Regions from separate parts of the Mus musculus genome. Here region 1 is linked to region 2. Evidence: chromatin contacts called from public HiChIP or PLAC-seq data. All regions are on one chromosome and are shown on one strand. The core of a region is the stretch at or near the end of the contact, and the rest is flanking DNA. Distances in the headings are between cores, read along the strand shown. Region 1 overlaps Frmd4b (FERM domain containing 4B). Region 2 overlaps Lrig1 (leucine-rich repeats and immunoglobulin-like domains 1).

The links. HiChIP or PLAC-seq counts read pairs in DNA pulled down with a chosen protein or histone mark.
Region 1: an H3K27ac HiChIP or PLAC-seq map of regulatory T cell precursor shows a contact between it and region 2, with 18 times the contacts expected there. The contact joins two enhancer-like sites. A contact is called at or near these places in 1 of 484 Hi-C or Micro-C datasets (Th1 cells) and 2 of 115 datasets of contacts at active chromatin or transcription factors (regulatory T cell precursor and thymic regulatory T cells).

Annotation. Positions count from the first base shown.
Region 1 is chr6:97,292,526-97,298,730 of GRCm38.p6, reverse strand. Frmd4b (FERM domain containing 4B) reads left to right here. Exons shown (of 23, transcript NM_001346637.1): 20 at 577-696; 21 at 2,344-3,155. Among named protein-coding and RNA genes, the nearest start is that of Gm32191, 43 kb to the right of the region's middle. Within about 2 kb of position 4,535, at least 90 of the 459 cell types and tissues checked have an H3K27ac peak or open chromatin away from gene starts, as enhancers often do. A contact at or near this core is called in Th1 cells, regulatory T cell precursor and thymic regulatory T cells, where this site is marked.
Region 2 is chr6:94,657,302-94,663,585 of GRCm38.p6, reverse strand. The region is part of intron 2 of Lrig1 (leucine-rich repeats and immunoglobulin-like domains 1); the gene reads left to right. Among named protein-coding and RNA genes, the nearest start is that of Lrig1, 40 kb to the left of the region's middle. Within about 2 kb of position 2,090, at least 27 of the 459 cell types and tissues checked have an H3K27ac peak or open chromatin away from gene starts, as enhancers often do. A contact at or near this core is called in Th1 cells, regulatory T cell precursor and thymic regulatory T cells, where this site is marked.

The DNA of each region.
Region 1 (6,205 bases), core at 3,286-5,785, 2.6 Mb before region 2:
AATCGTGTACTTTGGCACCAGAGTTATGTCTTCCCCTTAGACGGTTATGTTCTTAGCATTCTGTGAAGTAGAGAAACACAATTTAAAGACAATATACTTTAGTCATGTACCAGCCAATAACAGCCCATGGGCCATAACTACTCTGCCACCATGAGCTGACTACTTTAAAATGTTTTCAAGAGATTGGAGGGAACGAGACAAAAGTAATAATATATTATATTATATTCAATAATATAAGTTTTATTGAAATATAGCCACATCCACTCTATTCCATATTGTGTATATGTCAAGGCCCAAAATATTTACTACCAGACTTGATAGGGTTTGCTGAGCTTCACCCGACTTGCTCTCTGTCAGTCCTATTGAGCATCCTCTTATTGGCTGTGTACATGACCCCAGAGAGTCAGGCCACAAGCGCTTCCACTAATAGCCATGAAGGACCACTCAGGATGCTCACCTCTAGAGATGCTCTTCCCATCCTCTCCCAAGCACTCTTTCCAGGAAGCATCATATCAATGCATGTCTGTCAGGAGTACGGTGAGACTCACCATTTCTTCAACTCTTTTGTAATCACAGAGAAATGCTGTCCACACACAGCAGCCCTTACAAGACTCTGGAGAGGCGGCCACAGGGAGGACGGAGCATGCCCACTACGCCCGTCCTGACTCGGAATGCCTACAGCAGCAGCCACCTGGAGTAAGCATTTCATCTCCTCAGCTTTATCGCCATCAGTTTTAGCTTGACTGTCTGCCCTGCCTTTGCTGCCTTTCTATAGCTTTTAAAGTGACTTTCTACAGTGGTCGCCCTGACTCATTCTAACCCATTTTCTGCTAACTTACCATTTCTAATTAGTCGACAAAGACCATGTTACTCAATTCCTCCAGGTATATATTGGATTCTTAGTAGTTTAATTTCCCCACCTAGGTAGTACCACTCCTTGTCACGGGCAAGAATGAGAATCCTTGCAGTGGTAATTTTGCAGAGTTCTGCCCTAAATGTCTTAATTTTCTTTTCTCTTTTTCTTCTTTTTTAAAAAATATTTATTTATTGTATATGAGTGTTCTATCTCACACACACCAGAAGAGGGAATCAGATCCCATTACAGATGGTCGTGAGCCATCATATGGGTGCTGAGAATTGAACTCAGGACCTCTGGAAGAGCACTCAGTGCTCTTAACCACTAAGCCATCTCTCCAGCCCCTTCTTTTATTTTTAAAAGGCATTTCTTTAGCAACACCATTTCATATAGTTCAGTTCAAGTTGACCTTGTACTCACTATGTAGCCAAGAGTGACCTTGAATTTCTCATCTTCCTGCCTCCACCATCCCAGTGCTGGACTAAAGATACACACCACTACACCTGAGCTATGTGGTGCCCAGATCTAAACTCAGGGCTTCACACATGCCAAGCAAGCACTGACTAAGCTGTATTCACAACCCTGTAAATTCTTTTTCCAAGCTATTTGAGTTAGTGCCAACAACAAGTCTGTTATGAAGTACATATTAGGGACCACTTTTATCTCGTCTTACGAACACAGAAGCAAGACAGAGACGTTAAATAGTCTGCCCTAACTCTTACAGCTGACAGCTATGTGTGGCTCAACACAGGTATTCCTGCCTTAGGCCCAGGCTCCACTCCACCTTGCCTCCTTCTCTTCTATTCTTACGTGACTGAATGCTATGTGAAGAGAGAAGCCTCCAAAGACCTGTTGGAGAGCAGCTTCCAGCTTTAATGCAGTCTACACATCATCCTAGATATCTTCTCTAGCCTCAAGAAAGGATTTGGCTTGCATAATAACAGGACCCGGTTCTTCCCTAGTTCTGTGGTGATGAGCTTATGAGTGAACCAGTGCATGGTGTGAACAGGTGGACTCTATTATGAAACCTGCAAAGCCCTATTGAATTTAGAGGTTATGAATCTATTCAACACGTTCTTTTCTCTGTCTTGCTATGCTCCTATATGTGCGCATGTGTGTGGGGGTGTTTGTATACTTGACTTGTATGTGTATGTGGAGACCAGAGGTCAACATGGGGTGCCTTCCTCAAGCAACTCTCTGCCTTATTTGTTAAGATAAGGTCTCCCGTTGAACCTGGAGTTCACCAATTTGCCTAAACTGGCTGGCTAGCAAGCTTCAGTGATCTGCCTGTCACCACCTCCCTAGGGTCCATTACAGGCACCCTGCCTGGCTTTTTAACGTGAGTTCTTCTGTATTGAACTCAAGTTTCCATGCTCGCCCCTTGCACACCCCATGATGGAGCCATGCCCCCAGCCCTCAGCCTAGTGTCCTTTTCTCTCCCTCGGACCCTTCTTGTGCTGTATTCATCTTCCCTTCTCTCCTTTCAGACCTGACTCCTCATCTCAACACTGCCGCCAGCGGAGCGGAAGCCTGGAGTCCCAGTCCCACCTGCTCTCCGAGATGGACAGTGACAAGCCATTTTTCACCCTCTCCAAATCCCAAAGAAGCAGCAGCACGGAGATCCTTGACGACGGGTCTTCGTATACCAGCCAGTCAAGCTCCGAGTATTACTGTGTGACGCCTGCTGCCAGCCCTTACTACACCACCCAGACCCTAGACACCCGTGCCAGGGGGAGAAGAAGGTCCAAGAAACACAGTGTTTCTACTTCCAATTCAGGAAGCATGCCCAACCTAGCACAAAAGGATCCTTTGAGGAACGGTGTCTACTCCAAAGGTCAGGACCCACCTCCTTCCGGTTACTATATCGCTGGATATCCACCGTATGCAGAGTGTGACCTGTATTACAGTGGTGGCTACGTCTACGAGAATGACACTGAGGGACAGTACAGTGTCAATCCTTCTTACCGATCCTCAGCTCACTATGGATATGACCGCCAGAGGGACTACAGCAGGTCTTTCCATGAAGATGAAGTAGACCGCGTGCCACATAACCCATACGCAACTCTCCGGCTGCCAAGGAAGGCGGCCGTGAAATCTGAGCACATCACCAAAAACATCCACAAGGCCTTAGTTGCTGAGCACCTGCGTGGCTGGTACCAGAGGGCTTCTGGACAAAAGGATCAGGGGCACAGCCCACAGACGAGCTTTGACTCAGACAGGGGATCGCAGAGGTGCCTGGGATTTGCAGGGCTGCAGGTCCCCTGTTCTCCAAGCAGTCGAGCATCTTCCTACTCTTCAGGTAAGACTGCTGGGGGAAGCACATCACTCCAGGGGCCACCATGTATCCCAACCCATCCCAAACCACTCCTGTCCAGGGTCATAAATTGGTCCCCGAGGTCATTCAGAGTGGTGGTCATTAAGTGGACCCGTAATAAGAACTGCCAACTTGAACAGCTTTCAGAGAGCATTAGAGCCTGATGAAGCCATTTGTAGATCTGAGCCGGGCAAACACAGGATGAGGGCCCAGTCTGTGTGTTGTCCTGGCTTGGTGCTTGCTCCAGCTTTGTGCTATCTTCACCTCATATTGATAGCCACATCTCTTAAAAGTATTCTCATCACTGGAGTTTGATGTTTTGAAAGAATAAAGAGACACATAAAGTCAGCAGAAGGCATTAAGTAAGGATCACACATCCCTTCCCACTGGCCAAGATGTCATAAATCTAAAGATCGAATATTCCTGCACCTGCCTGCGTAACGCCTACAGTCATTCCGATAGAACTGGTATTTGTCAAGTATTTTTCTACATACTTTGCTTATCTTATCTCAGTCTATACTGTTCTCAACTGAATTGCTAATGTAAGGAATTTGGGAGGCTGGGGTCATAGCTCAATGTTTGCCTGGGGTTCTTGAAAACCTGATTCCATGCCCACCGTCATTACTGAAAACTCCAGGAATTTTGGTAGCTAATTTTGATCATCAAAAGCATTCTCTTTCTAACCCTGAAATGGGGAGCTGGCTACTCCCTCTGCTCCCATTTGCAGAGTACCTGCTGCACACCCTAACCTGTTCTGAGTAATTTGGAGAAATAGGAGCTGAGGACTGGTCTGCCCAGCATAGTGCTAGGTCAGTATTGAAGGACCTCAAGGTCCTTTGAAGGGTGTCATCAGCAACTAAAGGAATGTATGAGTTGAAGAAATGCATGAATGCTTAAACTACACAAAAACCTGGGTCCTAGGTGGGAATTTCCAAGCCTGTGGAACAGTCAGAGTGAGCTGTTCCTTTGTGATTCATAAGATTGTTGACAAGAGACATTGCCATGGAGAGTACTGCTTGGGTTCTATTTTATTACTATTTCTGCGACCTGGACTTCCGGGATTATCCCACCTATGACCACATCTAACACAGGAAGAGGTGTCTATCACTGTTTCTTGTGGTTTATGGCTCTGATGTAGAGGACACCTATCCTGCTCAGAGGACCTCCTGAACTTCCTCAAAGCTCAGGGTGAAGCATGGAAGGCTTTCACGGGTCACATCTGGAGAGAGTTCCCCAAGAATGAGAGCAAACAGGGGTCTGGAAATTCTTGTGGATGGCTTTTGGTGCGCACGCAGGGCTGGGGAAACACCCACAGGAAACCAGGTGTGAGTCAAAACCCTTGAGTGTCTTGGCTGTTGGTTTTGTATCTAGGGCAAGGGTGAAAACGGAGTTACTGCTTCCTGGTTCAGACCTGGTATCAGTTCTGCTGACTGCACCACCAAGAGCATTCCTCCTTACCCCATCCCCCACCCCCTTGACGTTTTTTAAATAGGATCTTACAGTGCATCCAGGGTTGACCTCAAACTCATGAGTCCTCTCCCATGCCTGCCCTACCACACCTGGCTAAGAGCATCTTTTAGAAAGAATTAAGTGGATGAAATCAAGGCTCCCGGAAATCCCTTCTGGAATGTTCCTGCCCCTACTTTATAGCTTTGGAGATGTATTTCTACAGGCTCCGATCATTCACACGGAGAGCTACATTTCCTGTTTCTGGTTAGTCAGACTCTGCACCACCTGAAGGCTTCGTCATGACTCAGTTTCAGGAGTGATCATAGCCACCTTTTCTTGGCAGCTCTGTGTCAGGGTGCCCTTTTAATGGGAGCAGCAGGGCTGTAGGGCGAGAGCTGTGTGTTATGATTCTTATTTTACAGTTAAGGTGACTCTCTCTGGTTTAGATAGAGTTTGAATGACTGCCAGTCCCGTAGGCTGGCAGGTGACAAAGTAGGGCTTCCATCCCAGGGCTAACAGTATGACCCCCGCAGGCTTCAGAGCCCTTCCCTCGGTGCTCAGTCTTGGAAACCCTCCGTGAGCATCCTACATCTGTTAGTGTAAATCAAGTGGCATTGTGGCCAAAGACGCATTGTGAAGTTTGTCAGTGGCAAATGCAAGTGGCTTGTGGGTGTGGAAAGAGGTCAGTGGACAGAACGTGAGGAACAGGAAGAACAGTGAGCAGGGCTGTCTGTGAGGCTTAGACACACACAGAGCTGCCGAGTCACCTGTGCAGCCCAGGCATGGGGCAGGACTGGTTCCACAAAGAGAAGAGCAGAAACCCAGTGATAACCAGTGACACCCAGTAACATTCCTTCAATCAGGCTCTGCTTCCAAATTGTACCCTTGTCATCTCCTGGATCCACCCTTCTGCAAAGCTAGCCTCTTCCACCTCCTGCTAGCTTCACCCTCCACTTTTCAGTCAACAATAGAAAACGCCCTGCCTTACCAGTGGCCAGTGTTGCCTTCAGCAGTCAAGTCTTGACAAGTGACCTGGCTGAAGGCTTTTCCTCCACATTCCTCTCGACGGATTCTCAAGTACCATCTGGTCGGATCTGAAGCCCAGGTGGCAAGGTTCTCTCCCTTTGAGAATCCACTCCCTTTTCCTTCTGGGCTACTTCAAAACGGGTGTTCTTGAAAATAATTCTGTCTTCCCTTTGGACTAACTCCTGTTAATAGTAATACTTACCATGTTGCGAGCCTTTATTCTGCACTAGGCTAACTATGTTCATCATAACCTTCAGTCCTGGTGCTGTCACCACAGAAAATGTACTTACCCTCTCCACAATAAGAAAACTGAAGCTTCAAAAGGAGGAGCTATTTGCCCAAGTCACTCAGCCGGCTATTAACCCAGAAAATTGAACTGATTATCAATTCTGGCTCAGATAGGGGTTTCTCGTTCTCAGAGGTAGAACAGAGGCAAGGCCTGGACCCACCCCCTCAGCAGTGGCAAACACAAAACTAAACCCAGGCTTCCATCTCTCTGCTCTGCACATACCGGAGTGTGAAGCAACCTGAACAGATTTAGCTTGGAATAGTTCAACTAA
Region 2 (6,284 bases), core at 841-3,340:
TCTTTCTATGGTTGACTTTTGTATGGAAAAGGACTATATATAGAATTTCAGGTACCCATGGAGGTTGAGGAGTGGAGCCCTCATAGATAAAGGGGTGCCATGTTAAATTCCTTTCCCTTTGCTGTAGGCCCCGTTTTCTATGAAGGGCATGCTACAGTGCAGTAGGTGTAGTATTATTGGAAATCCTGGTTGCCCAATGGGAGTATAAGAGAGTGTCCTTTGATGGAAGGTCCTGTTGACTGATTGGGGAACACTTCTGTGCCAGTGCATTCTCACAGGTGCCATAGAGGTATAATAGTGTAGTCAGTGGTGGTACCTGGTGCTAGCCCACCACTTGCAGTTTCCACAAACCTGGCAAGAAGCATGGGCAATAGAGGCTCCTCTTCCCTGTCCCGTCTAGCAAACCAAGCATCACTGTCACTGAGCACCAGGCTTGCTACCTCTTGAGCATCCTTTAATGCAGGCCCTAGACATTCTGTATATTATAAAGATTTATGCTTTGGTACATCCATTGGGATTATCAAGAATTTTAGCCCCACAGCAAGTTTACAGAAATTTCATGTAAGTTGTGCAAAGCTCTCGTGATTACTTGCTGTAAACTACACACATAAATGCATATAGGTTTAGAATCTAATGTATATTATAGTTCTTTTTCCTTGTATTTTTTTTCCCAAGACAGTCTTGCTGTAAGCCCAGGTTGGTCTGAAATTCATAATTCTTTTGCCTTAGCCTCCCAAGTGCTTGGAAATATAGGTATTTATGGATTTATATCTGGCTTGCCCAATACTTCTCACAGTTAAAAATATTTTGTTGTATAAATTAAAATTTTCCCACATTATTTAGAGACTTCATTAGGATTACTTTCATCTATCTTAGGAAGTTTCTGCTGCACTGGTTCCCATACTCCCTCGCCAGTGCCCCTCACTTCTGGCTGTCTCTCTCTACATTTCTTCCTTCAACCCCACTTCTGCTCCCCCTCCCCACTTGATCTTTCCATCCTGTCATGCCCCTCCAACCCTCCAGGCCTTCCAATGTGCTCTATGCTCTTTTATGAATATTTATATAAAATTACTATAAATCATTATCAAGTTGTGTTATAGCATTTTAGCAACTCATTAAGTTCTCTACACATTTTTACTCCAGGCAGTTGAGGAAAGTCTTTGGTGGCTAGTCTTTGTTCCATTGTAGCGGTATATCTAATGAAACCTTAATTTTACTTACTGATATAGTTTGCAAAATAGCTGCATTCCCTATCCTCATGGCCAGATTTTATGGCCTTTATGTCTTTTTTTCAAAGCATAGACTTCCAGGGTTAAATCCCAGAGTTGGAAATGCCTTGTGTTGTGCCTTCATTTGCCCATGAGGTCAGTGAGACGGGTGTGGGAGGATGAAAATGTGAAGGCGGCCAAGGCTTCAGTAACAGATCCCGTAGACCGCTGGCTTCATTAGCAGAGGCTGACTCCTCCTGGTGGGGAGCTAGAAGGCTGTAGGGCTGGCTTCACCTGCGCGCCCTCTCCTTAGCTTGCAGGCGGTTGCAACTTACTGTGTCTTCTCTTGGTCTTTCCTCTGTGTTCATGGAATCTCTGGTTCTCGTGATGCATCCTGATTTCCTTTTGTACAGATACCGGTCACATCACTCAGGATCCACCCATGTGGATCTCACTTAACCTTAGTGACATCTCCTACCCCTGTGCTAGAGATTAATTGCAGAGCCTGGACCATGCAAGCCAAACAGTCCACACCAAGCTGCAGCCTCAGCCTCCTGAGTCTTTAAAGGCTTGTCTGTAAACATCTATACTCTGACGTCCTGGAGCTTTGTCCTTCAATACTGATTTGAGGAAGGGGACACAGTTCAGTCAGTCATAGTTTTCTAAGTTGGTAAGCTTAGTCTACCAGGAGCCCGTTGACTTTATAACCCAGGGCTTTGCTGTGCTTTGCTTTGGTACAGGATGGTGTTGACTCTTGCGGTTATCCTACGTTCAAATTCTCTTGTCATTCTCAGAGATTATTATTGGAAGAGATTAGAATTATGCCATTTCCTGTGACATCACAGACTTCCGTTTATACTTACTTGAGTGTCTGCTTTGTGCCAGGTGCTCTTCTGAGCCAAGCGAGCTACAAAAATAGGTCTGTGACTAGGATGAGGCAAGAGAAGGCCTGTCCTTAGGCACTGATGTCACAAGGGTGCCAAAGCTTACCAGCCACGATAATGGATATTTTGACGTCACATTTAAAAAGTCAAGACGAAGAATATTTTAGAAAGTGTACAGTGAGCAAAACATGGAAAGTCTGAATCAGTGTTGCTGGTGTTTTCCCTTCCATCTCAGCTCCAGACTGGCTTGACCACGCTGTTTTTGATCTATCTTGTCTCGGACTTTTGAGTTCGTTCATTATGTGTTTCACATTCATTTTGACCTTTATCTTAAATTCTGGTAATAGATTCAGTGTCCTGCCTTTCAGACATATTGTAAGCTCGTTCTTTATTTTCCCTACATATCTGTACCTTGCTCGTGAGCTTTCTGCTTCCATGTGGTTTTACTCCTTTGACCTACCCCCTCCCCCTCACCCCTCACCCCCAGAATCTCCATCATACCATAGCTAGGAAGGGGCCCCCCGTGTACCACAGACCGCCCTGTTCTCTGTGACTGCAAGGCCTCCCGGTGGGAAAATGGTTGTTCTGGTAGCAAGAGTGCTAGATTTGAGATTCTAGTTCTGGATCTGTTCCTGCACAAGTGACTTGGCTCTTCAGTGTCCCTTTCCCTTTCTGTGACATGGACAGAGTGACCCATGGTCAGTGCCTGATGTGCATGTGTGACTCCTTCCTGCTTTTGGAACCTGCAGCTCCCATCCTGAGTGCGTTGTTTAGAAACACATCCTTGAGGCTGACAGAGCGGACTGCTTGCCACTGCTGACTGCCTCCTACCTCTGTGGATCATAAGTTGAATTCATCATGCCCAGGGCAGCAAAATGAACTTCTCAGTGGTGGAGACCCAGGACTTTCCCTTAGAGAATTCTGGTAAATCCTGGTGACTCAAAGAGGTACCAGCAGTGAGTGGTGGAAACTAGGTAAGAATATGGAAGGGGAAAAAACCAAACCAAACCAAAACAAAACAACACAACACAGCCCACAGTTGACACACCAGTGCTTCCAAATTAACTGGGCTCAAGTCGGTTCTCCCGGACCTTGCGGTCTTCAGAGCCAAAGGCGGGTGCAGGAGTTGTGGTGGCTTAGCAGTGGTTTAATTTTAGAGGCTCTAGAACCACATAACATTGTGGGTTGGGAAGAGAGAGAGAAAGCAAGCCCTTTGGAGGCTCCTGGAGGACATGTGCAGCTGCTTCCAAGCCACAGCTCTCCACTGCTCACAACCCTGAGGAAAGCCCATCAGGGAGTGCCCTAACCCGGAGTGCTGGACACCGAGTCCTCTATAATCAGAGGGCTATTTATACAGTCCTCTATGAAAAGGCCCTTGGATCACATTACTGTGGTGGCTTGGGGGTGCTTGCTACTAAGCTGCTTTGCTGGGGCCACTGCCCTACACGCTTCCTGGAGAGGGTAAGGGAGCCCTGCCTTCAGGTATTTATGGCTCAGCTCTGCTCTGTCCATGCTGCTGCTCTTTCTCTCACCCTGCTGTGTGCATGCACAAGAACAGGTGCAGAGGGTTGGGATGGCTGTGACGTGAAGGAAGACTGAACTACTGAGGAGTGTTTGATAGACTGCGGCTGTTAGTTAATAGCTAATAGCTGTTATTGCTATTAGTGCTGACTGATAAGTATTTCCCATGTAAGTATCCACAGCCTAAACTTTTAGATTTATTTCTCCTGGATCCTGCCAAAGCCCCATGACTCTGGTACATGTATTATTTACATTTTTTTTTAAAAGAGGAAGACTAAGGTTCAGCAAGGTTAGGTGGCATGCTGAGGATCATTTGATTGGTACGGAGTAGAAGAATCGCTCTCTGTTTTTTAACAATCTGTTGCTGTATGACCACATGCCTCTGACATTGTAATTGAGTGTACTCCTGAAGGACTGGTGTGTTACTCAGACTTTGGACAGAGCTGGACACACACTCATCTTTCACCCTTCTTGTCATATGCGACTATTAACTTGGACCTCCATATCCATGGATTTGTCATCTGTGGATTCAGCCAACCACTGATTGATAATTGAAAAATGCATCTGCTTGCAATGCACAAATGTCCTTTTTTCCTTGTCTTTATGTCCTATACAGTATAATTAATGGTTTACCTAGCACTTACATTATCTTAGGTATGCTAAGTAATCTAGAGACAATTGAACACAGGGCACATTCAGGTCTCAAACAGGCACTGTATATATTCCTGTAAGGGTCTTGAGCAGATTCTGGTACTTGCAGGGTGTTTGGATCAAACCTTCATGGATTCTAAGGGAAGATATCGTATATTATCCTAAAGTAATTTTATCTAACCAGCTGCATATATCATAGTCTTACCAAGGAAACTCTTTAGCCAGTGTTATTCTCTAGTCCCTTGAAGCCTTGATTATAAAACCCGTGTTTGCTTGTAAGCGCTAATGGATTTTTTTTTTTTCCTTGTAAGAAATGACCATCCAAACTTCCAACCTGACTCCTATGGACTGCAGCTCCATCTCTGTTAGGAAACAGCCAACAGCCCAGAGCACCCACTCTGTCTACAAAGAGCCAACTGGCTAAATAAATGAGTGAACATAGTGGCTTGGTCTCACCTCCCACGTCAGCAAAAGGCTACCCTGTTGCTGGTCAGAAGAACGTTTGTAGTACGTAAGAATCTGTGTGAAACAGAAATGTGCAAGTCTCCCCTAGCTGCCAGAGGAGCGTCCTCTGAGGAAGTGTGGGGCCGGAAGCGTAAGGAAGCATGCTTTATCTTTCATCGGATTCTCATAGTCTTCACTGGGGTGTTTGAAATTCTTATTGCCTGTCCATTTCAGCCATTTGGTAAATTAATACAGCACCCTCCCCACCCCCCACTGTAACCCACAATTACTTCTTAGGTAGGTTTTATGTCGTTTGTTAAAGCCAAATTTGACTAAGTTAATTAATGATGATGCTGTACTGTGAACTGCCCTTTATGACGCTGTGTATATTACAGCGTGTAATATTCTCTTTAACAAGCTACTTGTAAGTGGAAGCTTGGAGAGAAAGCTGCAGGATCAGAACGTTCCGACTGACCTCCAGGGTCAGGGGGAAGCACCCCTCCCCCAGGTTCTGTTCTGGGGTCGGGCACTCGGTGTGCCTCATTGACCCCCACTTACACCTCCTCCAGCTCCAGGGTTGGGCCATGATTCATGCTCTGGTCTTGAATCATCAGGGAAAGGTTTATAAAAGCCAGACATTTCAGGAAGATTTGCCGTGCTTTGCATGGAAGTAAAGTTTTGGGGGTTGGGTGGGTAGAGTCAGCAGGGAAATGCTAGGGCACAGGGCTCGAGGAATGGAAGTACACAACCGTAGATAGTGAAAGTACCTCAGCTCACACTAGCCTCCATCTTTAAAAGTTCTGTGTTCATGGAGACTGCTGTACACCCAGCACGTCTTTTTCTCGCGGTGCTCCAGTGCTATTTTTGACTGGTCTCTATTTCAGTCTGGCACACAGCTCTTCGTGTCTCAGAGTGGGTTTGATGCCTTTGCCTTCTGAGGATTGCATTCTCCTTTTGGCCTGACAAACAACTGGGGAGCCAAGAGTGGTGGGGCTAGCCACTTACACTGAACTAGCTTTTTTTTTTTCTTTTTTAAAGTAAAAAATGATCTAAAAGTAAGCTAGCCATGCAGTTAGTTCCTGTGCTTTGGGCTCCAACTGTCCTCTCCATAAATCAGGCAGCCCTGTTGAAATTAGAGCCTGCTATTTCTGACTGAGCCTGTTGCTCCAGGACTGCTCATCAAGATGTATAAATTCACCGTTCAGCTGTAGCCCTGCTCTACCGATGGGAAGTGCTAGCTAGCCCCTTGCCCTCGCTCATTTAGTTCTGTGATATGTATGGAGTGGGGTGACTGTCCATATGTGTAGCAGGGCTGGCCTGAGACCAGGCTTCTCAGCTGAGGTTCACCTGCAGGGAATCCTGTACTCATTGTTTCAGGTTCAAAATCAAGTTATAATAAGCAGGCAGGAAATCTGGCACTCTTGCTGATCCCTGAGGGTTCTGAGTGGTCAAGCCTGCCTCGTGCTTCCTAGCCTGTGAGCTTGCTGCTTTCTGATTTGCCCAGCAGGTTGTCTCCTGGCTGTGCTGCCCTGGTCATGTGACCCCAGGCTAGCTTTTTAAATGGACTTAAATTTAC